2 separate regions of the Sus scrofa genome follow, and region 2 is linked to region 1. Evidence: chromatin contacts called from public HiChIP or PLAC-seq data. All regions are on one chromosome and are shown on one strand. The core of a region is the stretch at or near the end of the contact, and the rest is flanking DNA. Distances in the headings are between cores, read along the strand shown.

Region 1 (4,535 bases), core at 1,317-3,816:
AAAAAAAAGTAAGATGCTTTTCTCTTTTAAGATAATTAGACTGAACAGACTTTTACTAACATAGAGTAGGGTCTATATATTCTCCGACCCTCCACCAACCTCATCCCCCCCCCCCAACAAATAAATTAAAGCTAAGAACTTGAAGAGAAAAAACTTACTATTAACTTCAGGTATCCTACGTTAAAGCGATATTTTTTAAATTCAATAAATTAGCCCTCTTCAGATTCTGGCCTTTTTCTAGGCATGTGTCACAGGGTATTTTTTCTTCCTATTTCCCATCTGTATTAAACTAATCTTAGGCTTTAGACTCTACCTGCCTCCCGCCCCCTCTGCCCCCACAGGAGGCTCACAGCCATGGCAGATTAAACAACATGCATCAACATACACTCCAATGTCAGTAAAAGTCAAACATTTTAACTTCCCCCAAATACGAATCATTCAATCAAAATTATTTAGGAATTACTTTTTTGATCAAAAGTAAAATTCTTAAAGTTATGATTTACATGTGCTCTTAAGGTGGAATGGAAGACATTTAGTTGAATGGGATAAGGGAAATTTTTTAATTTCATTAATGTGGAATTAACAGAATGAGAATCGACAGAAGGGTTCTGCTGAATTTTACACATCAAATACTGATAATATTTGCTTGACCGAAGGGGAAAAAAGGGTACATTTCCAAGTATAGAGATATGTCAGCACAAATTCATGGACTTGGAAAACAGACTTGTGGTTGCTGGGGGTGGGGGGAGGAGAGGGATGGACTGGGAGTCTGGGGTTAACAGATGTAAACTATTGCATTTGGAATGGATAAGCAATGAGATCATGCTGTATTGCACAGGGAACTCTATCTAGTCACTTGTGATGAAACATGATGGAGGTTAATGTGAGAAAAAGAATGTATATATTGTGTGTGTTTGTGACTGGGTCACTTTGGTGTATAGAAGAAAACTGACACAACACTGTAAACCAACTACAATGGAAAAAATAAAAATCATTAAAGGTTAAAAAAAAAAAAATAAATCTATCCCTAGTTTTGGAAAAACCCAAATGAAATTCATTAAACCACTCTACAAAAAGCAACAGATACTTAAAAGCTGTGAACAGTTAATGGATTAATACAGCAAGGCGTTCAGCATAGTGCATTGTACACGGCAAGATTACCTAACATCTGTTATGATTAATACCGCTCATGCAGAGACAAGGGTACAAGGAGGCAATAAAACTGAATCCATGCCCTCATGACACTCACAACTTAGAAGAGCTTGATAGTAGGAAGGAGCGACTGTGTTATTAATAACAATAAAAACCCCGTACTGCTGAGTACACAGTGACAAAATAAATCTATCTGCTATTGCTACCTCACTATAAATGGGCATAAACACTGAGATAAATTTTAAGTGATGTCAAAACATTCACATTTTTTAACCCAGTGGCCCTACTTTTGGAAAACTACCTGAAAGTAATTATTATATATCATGGCAGGAAATCTATATTAAAGAATTCAAAACCTTGTCTTCTATAATGTAAAAAAAAGAAAAGAAAAAATTGTCCGACAATGATGACATGGGTGAACATATTTTAAAGGAATATGCATAATTAAAGGGGATAAACATGAAGATTATAAACACAGTTTTAAAAATTCAAAATGTTACTTAAAAAATGAAAATTCTTATGTATTTTAATCACAACCAAATAAAAGTATACATATGAACAAAAACAAAGACACACAGAAACATAAAACTGTAAGGCCAGATTAGAGATGATTTTTCCTGGACCCAACAGCTTCTGAAAAATTACCATATTTTAAACATTTTTCTAATTAGATGCAAGGGAAAAACTATTTTAAGTGGAGATAGTCTTCCAGGTCTCTAAAGATATCAAATATTCCAAAATAAGATCATTTTGCTCCAGAAAATATGCTAGTGTTTAATGTAGTCAAAATGGACAGGAGTAATACTAATAAAAGGAAAAAATAATTGACATAATGATTAGAATTAATGAAATGACTGGGTGCAAATAAGAAGCCTTAATTATCCACTGTATTTGAGCACATTTTTAACTCTGGATGCAGTTATATTTGGAGGGTTTATTTTGATCTCAAACATTTCCATCTGCACAAAAGCTGCATTCAAGACTCCTGGGGTGTTTGCTTTTCTGTCCACAGGAGATCAGAGTGAGACAAAAGCTTGGAATGGAAGTTTTTTGGGTTCTTTTTTTGGTTTGTTTGTTTTTAAAGAATAATTTTCCTCGCTTTCCAGTACCAAAGAAACCTCTAAGCCAGTTTTTCAACCTCAGCTCTGCTGATATTTCTTTGTTATGGGATGTTTAGCAGTATCCTGGTATTATGGGATGTTTAGCAGTATCCTGGTCTCTACTCACCAAATGCCTGGAGCATCCCTGCCACCCACCCCCTGCACTGAGACAATTAAAAATGTCTGCAGACATCTCCAAAGTCCCTTGGGTGTCAAAATCGCACCCTGTTGAGAACCACTCCTCTAAATTCATGTTCGTTTACTCATTTTCAAAATCACACCATGCTTGCCAAGAGCTAATGAGAGTTGAGCTGGTCTCATGACTATAGCTTGTACTTCCTGAAATTTCTGCCTACTGTTATTTTTAATAAAGAGCTCCATGTTGACATAGGAAACCAAAAATGCTTGCTGGTTCAAATAAGAAAGCTACTCTGAGAATGGACTTCTATACCAAAGTTCAAATAAAGATGAATCTTACCTTCATTTATAGCTCCCATTTAATTTCATTTTATTCTACTTTATGGCACTTTTTGAAGCCATGGGAAGATAGTCAAGCAGTAACTACAGTAAAGGTGCTAAGTGGTTGCTAGAAATATTCCTGAGGCATTTTTCCCCCCAGTATCTCTAGCTTTAGAGATTCCTGATGTAATTTCACTTAATTCTTGCGTGTCTGGAATGATATCCCTTAGTAGCTTTTGTTTTAAAGCCCAAATAGTTTAACCTTGAGTTGCCAATTATGTCTGTGTATGTATTTAACATGAATGCCAATTCACTGTAACTCAAATATTTGTTGAATACCTAGCGTGTAGAAAATTAGGTCAAGTATTTAATAAAATCACACAGGCCTCATAACAAATGTAAACTCCTGATAAGTAGGGTATGTTATTAACCCTTGGAATTCCACCAAGGTCCACTGGATACAATTTTACATTTTACTTTCATTTTTAGCAGTTCTACCTACTTGTAAGAGTCAATACTTCTGACTTACACCTTCTTAAAATATTTTATTAAAAACCTTGAATAAAACTCATTCTACCTTATAATTACCATATCAGTCAACTGGAATTTTTATTTTTATTTAATTAAAAATTTCTTTTTGCTTGTCCCTGCCCCAGGCCAGGGATTAAACCCACACCACAGCAGCGCCCCTGGCCACTGCAGTAACAATGCTGGATCCTTAACCCATTGCACCACAAGAAAACTCCTGGAATTTTTTATAGCTAAGCTTTTTTTCCCGCAATTTTATTATTATTATTTTTTTTTATCATCTCAGGAATTACTTCATTATTACTCATTAAATATTTCTGGAGTTCCCGTTGTGGCGCAGCGGAAACGAATCCAACTAGGAACCATGAGGTTGCGGGTCTGATCCCTGGCCTCGCTCAGTGGGCTAAGGACCCAGCGCTGCTGTGAGCTGTGGTGTAGGTCACAGATGTGGCTCGGATTCTGCGTTGCTGTGGCTCTGGCATAGGCCGGCGGCTACAGTTCCAATTAGACCCCTAGCCTGGGAACCTCCATATGTCACAGGTGCGGCCCTAAAAAGGCAAAAGACACACACACACACACACACACACACACACACACACACACAAAACTTCCATTTGTGCTGAGGAAGACCAAATAATATGAAAAGAAGGAAGGAATTGCCTAGAAGGATGATGCAACAGGGGAATGGTCATAGTTTTACTACCGTGTTCCCAAAATACTGCATCGTCTTTCAAGAAGGAATAAAAGAAGTCTAGAAACTTTCCCAGAATACAAGTGAAAATCAAAAATGTTCCTTTTCCACATTGTCAAGTGGAAGAAAATTGACAGGAGATATTTCACAATTATCAGACAAATCAGAAGAAGAATGAAATTGATCCCATAGGCAAAACCTCAGACCATGAGTCTTCAGATGATGATGTCCTAGAAAAATTTTCTCAAGCTCAAGAACTGCAAAGTGAGCAAATGCATTTCTAAGAACAAATAGAAAATACGGTATTTTCATCCACTGAGTCATTTGACAGGAAGGATGACATCATTCAGTCTTTGGCAACACAAAAACAGAAACTATTGCTAAAATTGTTAAAAACACGTGGGACAGTATTCTTTCTTCCTTTATGATGTGCATGCAACAAATTTTATGATGTTTGTGCAACGGAATATTTTTGATAACAGTTCAGAAACAAATACCAAATGCAGAAGTATTTATAAAAGTGATGAGAAGTAAAGAACCAACGTAAGGAGTTCCCATTGTGGCTCAGTAGGTTAAGGACCCTACATAGTCTCTGTGAGGATGTA
Region 2 (4,535 bases), core at 1,471-3,970, 130 kb after region 1:
CTTTGCTATTCTGTGCCGAGGCAATTACCATTAGGGCAGCTCTAGCCAGTGTGAGGAGGTTTGTCTCTGAATTAGCACCAGTACTGAATGAGCACCAGTACCAAAGCAGATAATTGTGATGAGGTTACACAACATCAAGGGTTAAAAAAAAAAAGAAAGAAAGAAAAAAAAAAAAAAACACAAAAAGCAAAAAACAAAACTTTAAGTTTAAATAAATAAATGTCGGGGCCTTTTAAACTCATGCTCTGTCGCTACACCCGGGAAAATCATCAACCCAGGTAATGATGTGTCCCCCAGAAGCTGAAGCCCCTTATTATTGCCCTCATTTGTCTTTTTTCAAGCCATTTGTAGCAGACCTATTTTCTAAGCCCTGCAAAAGATAGTCAACTCATAATTACATCTTTTCCATGGACAGAGACTGAGCCTGATAACCGCCCCCCAAACCTCATCAGAGTGAACTGCCTACCTTTCCATTAACGCTCCACAAAATGAACTAATGTGAATCTCACCTCCACCCTTGGAAAGAGGTGACAGTAACCAGTGAAAATATCTAAGTTTGGCAGAAAGAGCAAAAAATGCAATCAAACAGGGTAAAAAAGAAATCTGAATCATATTTGCCTGCACGCTGCTTCCTTTTACAAAGAAAAAAATCCTGCTCATAAAAGTTAAATATTTACATTTTGGCAAAAGGCTCCACTATAAAAGATATGATATGCTTTTAATTACTTGTGTTTTTAATGTGTAATAAAACAATCAGGAGAACTGAAATAAGAGTAAATTTAACTGTCAGAAAAACCAGAGTTCTCTTAATTAAATGCATTTTTAAATGGAAAGCCAAATGCTTCGACTCTTAAAACAATCTGCCTTAACAAGCCCCCAGGTGATTCCTGAGCCACTTGTAGGAAAAAGGCAGAGGGGGAAAAAGTTCAATGACCCTGTAAATTAGGGACTAAACAGCTGAAATGGTGTGATAGTCCGTATAATCTCAGTTACACTACGGGAAAACATTTGTCCAGAAATTGCTCTTTTGGAAAATCCCATGAGTTAGGGGAAAAGGAGGGGGAAAAATGGGGAAAGAGAGGTTACAAATGCTAAGATACCAAATGGGAACTCAAATGATGCGAAATACGTTTTCTGCCTCAACTGCCAAGCAAATAATTTCTCAACATCTTCAGATGAAAAGGAAAATAGTCATTTTGCACAGGCGTTAGCTGAATGTTCGAGAGTTGGATGAATGGGGAGGACTTGTTATACACCTAGTGGTGGGTGGATTTCACCAGGCTGCAGCCTCCACACAGCTTTTCTTTGCTGCACTGCAGAGGCGCCATCTTCTCCGTCTTAATCTTCACTCAATTCAATCCTTTTATCTGCACCCTAAAAAAAAAGACCCTGAGGACCCTCCCCAGCAGTCCGCGCCCCCCGGGGAGCTAAACCGGACTGCCCAGCACTGCCAGGGAAGAGGCCGCGCCTTAATCAGACAAACGCCTCCTTTGATGCACAGGAAGAGAGCTCGTGGCTCCCCACCACCCGCCACTGCCCCTTCCAGACGCACACTCCACTCTCCGCGTATTTCTCCCCAAGGACTTTACAACCGAGAACAGAATGAGCAAGCCTCGGAGGTGATGGGGTGGGGGGAGGAAGTAGAGGGGCCCAGAGGCTCGGCCAGAGTCGCCCCAGCAGCGCCCCAGCCCCCTCCGGGACGGGCGCGCAGCGCGGAGAAGGGAGTCAGGCGGGAGCCTCGGTGGCGCACAGACTAACTCAGCTCAGCCCACCGCGCCCCGGGCTGGCGAGGGCGGGGTGTCGCGGCTTTTGTTCCCGGGGACCTTCCTTGTCCCTCTCCCGGAGAATGTGAGGGTGCGAGCGAACGCCCGGGATATTTAGGCTTGGGGAAGGTGCGATGTGGCTGTGGATCTCCGACCCCTCCCATCTCTCGCAACTTAGCACAAAAGGGAGACACAGAAATGCACAAAGTTTGCCTGCCGAGGGTGGTGCCTGACCCTGCTTGGGGTCGCACTCAGGAGGCAGCCCCGAGCAACCGAGAAGAGGGAGGAGGAGGAGGTCGGGCAGAAAAGGGGCGGTGGGGATGTGAAGGGAAGGTGAAACCGCGGGGGAAAAGCGAGGGAAAGCGGGGGTGGGGGGGTTGGGGAGAGAGATGACCAGCTTCCCAAGCCGTCCCGACTCCTCCCTAGGGCCCGAGAGAAAGGGAAAGGCAGCGATTAAGAGCTGGGGACAGGATCCAGGGACTGTGGGTTTTCGGCTTTTCCCACGTGCTCCCTCCCCCACCTACCATCTGGACGTCTCTAGCTGCCCCGGGTCCCCGGTTCCGAGGCAGGGACTAAGTCAGGGTCTGAGCTGCAGATAGCCTCCTCCTCTTCTCTCCCCCGACTGAAGCGGACCCGGGCTCCCGACCCCTCACCCGCTCCTTCCCCGCGGGCCGGAGAGCGCGTCCCCGGGGCAGGGCTGGGCCAGAAGCGGGGATGCGCAGGGTGCCCGCAAGCGGGGGCGTAAGGCCTGAGGAGAGTGGGGTGGTCCTCGACTAACCCCAGCTTCTCTGGGTTAAAGACTTGGATTAATCGGGTCTCCACTGTCCCCCTCCGACCCCATTCCGAGGCGCGGCACCCACCTCCAGCGCCCGAGCCGTCCAGGCGGCCAGCAGGACCAGTGCCAAACCGGGCAGCATCGCGACCCTGCGCGGGGCACCGAGTGCGCTGCTGTTCGCGTGGGATCCGCCGCGCCCTTGCTCTGCCGGTGTCGCTGCCGCTGTCTACGGTGGCCCCGCGCTCGCGCTGCCCCGGGTGCTCTCTCCTACCGCTGCCGAGGAAACTGACCGAACAGCAGCGCGGCGGCGGGGCTCGGAGCCCGGGCGAGTCAGCTGATCCGGCCCACCCCGCTCGGCACCCGAGAGAGACCCCTAGCGGAGCCGCCGGGGAGCTGCGCGCGCTCGGCCGGGAGGGGCCCGCGGCCCCCGGCGCCCCCGGCGCCCTCGGCGCCCACAGGTGCGGGGCCCTCGGCTCCCGCCGGGTCCCCCCGGCTCCCCGCCCGCTTCCCTGGCCTGGACCCCTCGAGCAGTAGGAGGGAGACTCTGGGGCCGGGAGAGGGACCGTGCAGGATCAGGGAAAGGTGAGTCGTAGGACGACTGGGCTCCAGAAAAGTCGGGAGCGCTCCCCGCTCGTTCCCGTGAGCTTGACTCATCCGACCCCGCAGGCCTCTCGGGGGTGTCGTATAAATGGGTTGCTGCTGGGGTGCGTTTTTATCCGCATTTAATTTTTTGTCTCGGTTTGGAGAGGTGGGGGAGGCGTTTCTGGAAGAGACTGAGAACAAGACTAGCTTAAAGGAAATAGGATTTCTTTGCTTGCTAGGAGAGCAAAAGCCCTCTTTTTTTTTTTTTTTTTTTTTTTTTTTTTTGTCAAAAGCAGCCACGAGCAACCTGGAATTTCTATCTTTAGACTGAACCGAAGGAGAAAGGCGCCGGACCAGGAGAAGAAGCGGCGACCTATTTACTTCTCCTTGAAAGAAGGGTTTTTAATTTTTTTTTTAAATTTTTTGTTTGTTTTTGTTTTGAGAAGGGGACAGTCATCTGGGATTTTTTTTTTTTTTTTTTTTAAATCAGGCAGGGATGTAGTGTCCATCTGAGACGCGGGTGAAGTGAAAGAAAGGTTGTGGAAAGATGATTTCTCCTCGACCCCCATACCTCAGAACTTCTGACCTCCAACTCCGTCCTTGTTCCTTCTTGTGTCTGCCCGGGATTACAGAAGTGAACCTTCTAGGGAAGCCACTTTCTCCTAGGTTAAACACAATCCACCCATGGTCGGGTTAGTGTCTGGTGAGTCTAGAATGGTCTAGAACTGCCCTGCTCTTGACCTGAAGGACAAGCCACAGTCCACAGGGGCGCTGGTGGGAGGGAAAGAAGCCACAGGCTCAGCCGTGGAATCGTGGCTCAGCCGAGGATGCCGGCTTCCTTCCAGATAAGATAACATTTCTGGGCCAGCTCCCCTGGATATTGTCTTCTCTCTTATTAACCCCGTTAGGCATCCAAGCTGGTCCCTTGAATTACTTTCTCTCCTGAATGACCTTTGAACCTCCTCAACCAATGGTGACAAATATTCGTTAGTTCGAATTATTTGTTTACGTGCTTATGTCATTTACTTCCTCCAAAAGCCAGTGAGGCCCTTACTGTTATTATTCCCATTTGTAAAGTAGGAAGCTGACGCTAAAAACCTCCTCCCCAATCTCACAGCAAGTAAGTGGCAAGAGGTTGGGACTGCAGGGAAAAAAGGCCCAAGTGACAGCAAAACCCAGTTGCTTCCAAACATGTTTACCCACCACCGCAGGTGTGTGAGACAAATTGAAGGCACCTGATAGGAAATAGGAATATGACTTAAAAATGGGTAGGAAGCAGGCCTGGCTCCACAATTTGCAGGGTCCAGTGCAAAATAAAAAGGTGGGACTCTTTCTTCCAAAGTGAAGAATTTTAAGATGATAACAGCTGCACGTTCAATCAAGCACAAGACCCTTCTGAGCTCAGATCCTGTGTG

The links. HiChIP or PLAC-seq counts read pairs in DNA pulled down with a chosen protein or histone mark.
Region 2: a contact with region 1 is called in an H3K27ac HiChIP or PLAC-seq map of alveolar macrophages. The contact joins the promoter of APP here to the enhancer-like site in region 1. A contact is called at or near these places in 4 of 47 Hi-C or Micro-C datasets (alveolar macrophages, fibroblasts, mesenteric adipose tissue and 1 more) and 2 of 2 datasets of contacts at active chromatin or transcription factors (alveolar macrophages and skeletal muscle).

The regions. Positions count from the first base shown.
Region 1 is chr13:189,585,190-189,589,724 of Sscrofa11.1, forward strand. The region is part of intron 5 of APP (amyloid beta precursor protein); the gene reads right to left. Among named protein-coding and RNA genes, the nearest start is that of APP, 130 kb to the right of the region's middle. Within about 2 kb of position 2,567, at least 9 of the 83 cell types and tissues checked have an H3K27ac peak or open chromatin away from gene starts, as enhancers often do. A contact at or near this core is called in alveolar macrophages, where this site is marked.
Region 2 is chr13:189,713,232-189,717,766 of Sscrofa11.1, forward strand. It overlaps APP (amyloid beta precursor protein), which reads right to left and starts at 2,721. Exons shown (of 18, transcript NM_214372.1): 1 at 2,624-2,721. The coding sequence starts at 2,680. It overlaps LOC110256540 (a long non-coding RNA gene), which reads right to left and starts at 2,617. Exons shown (of 2, transcript XR_002338172.1): 1 at 2,288-2,617; 2 at 1-1,374.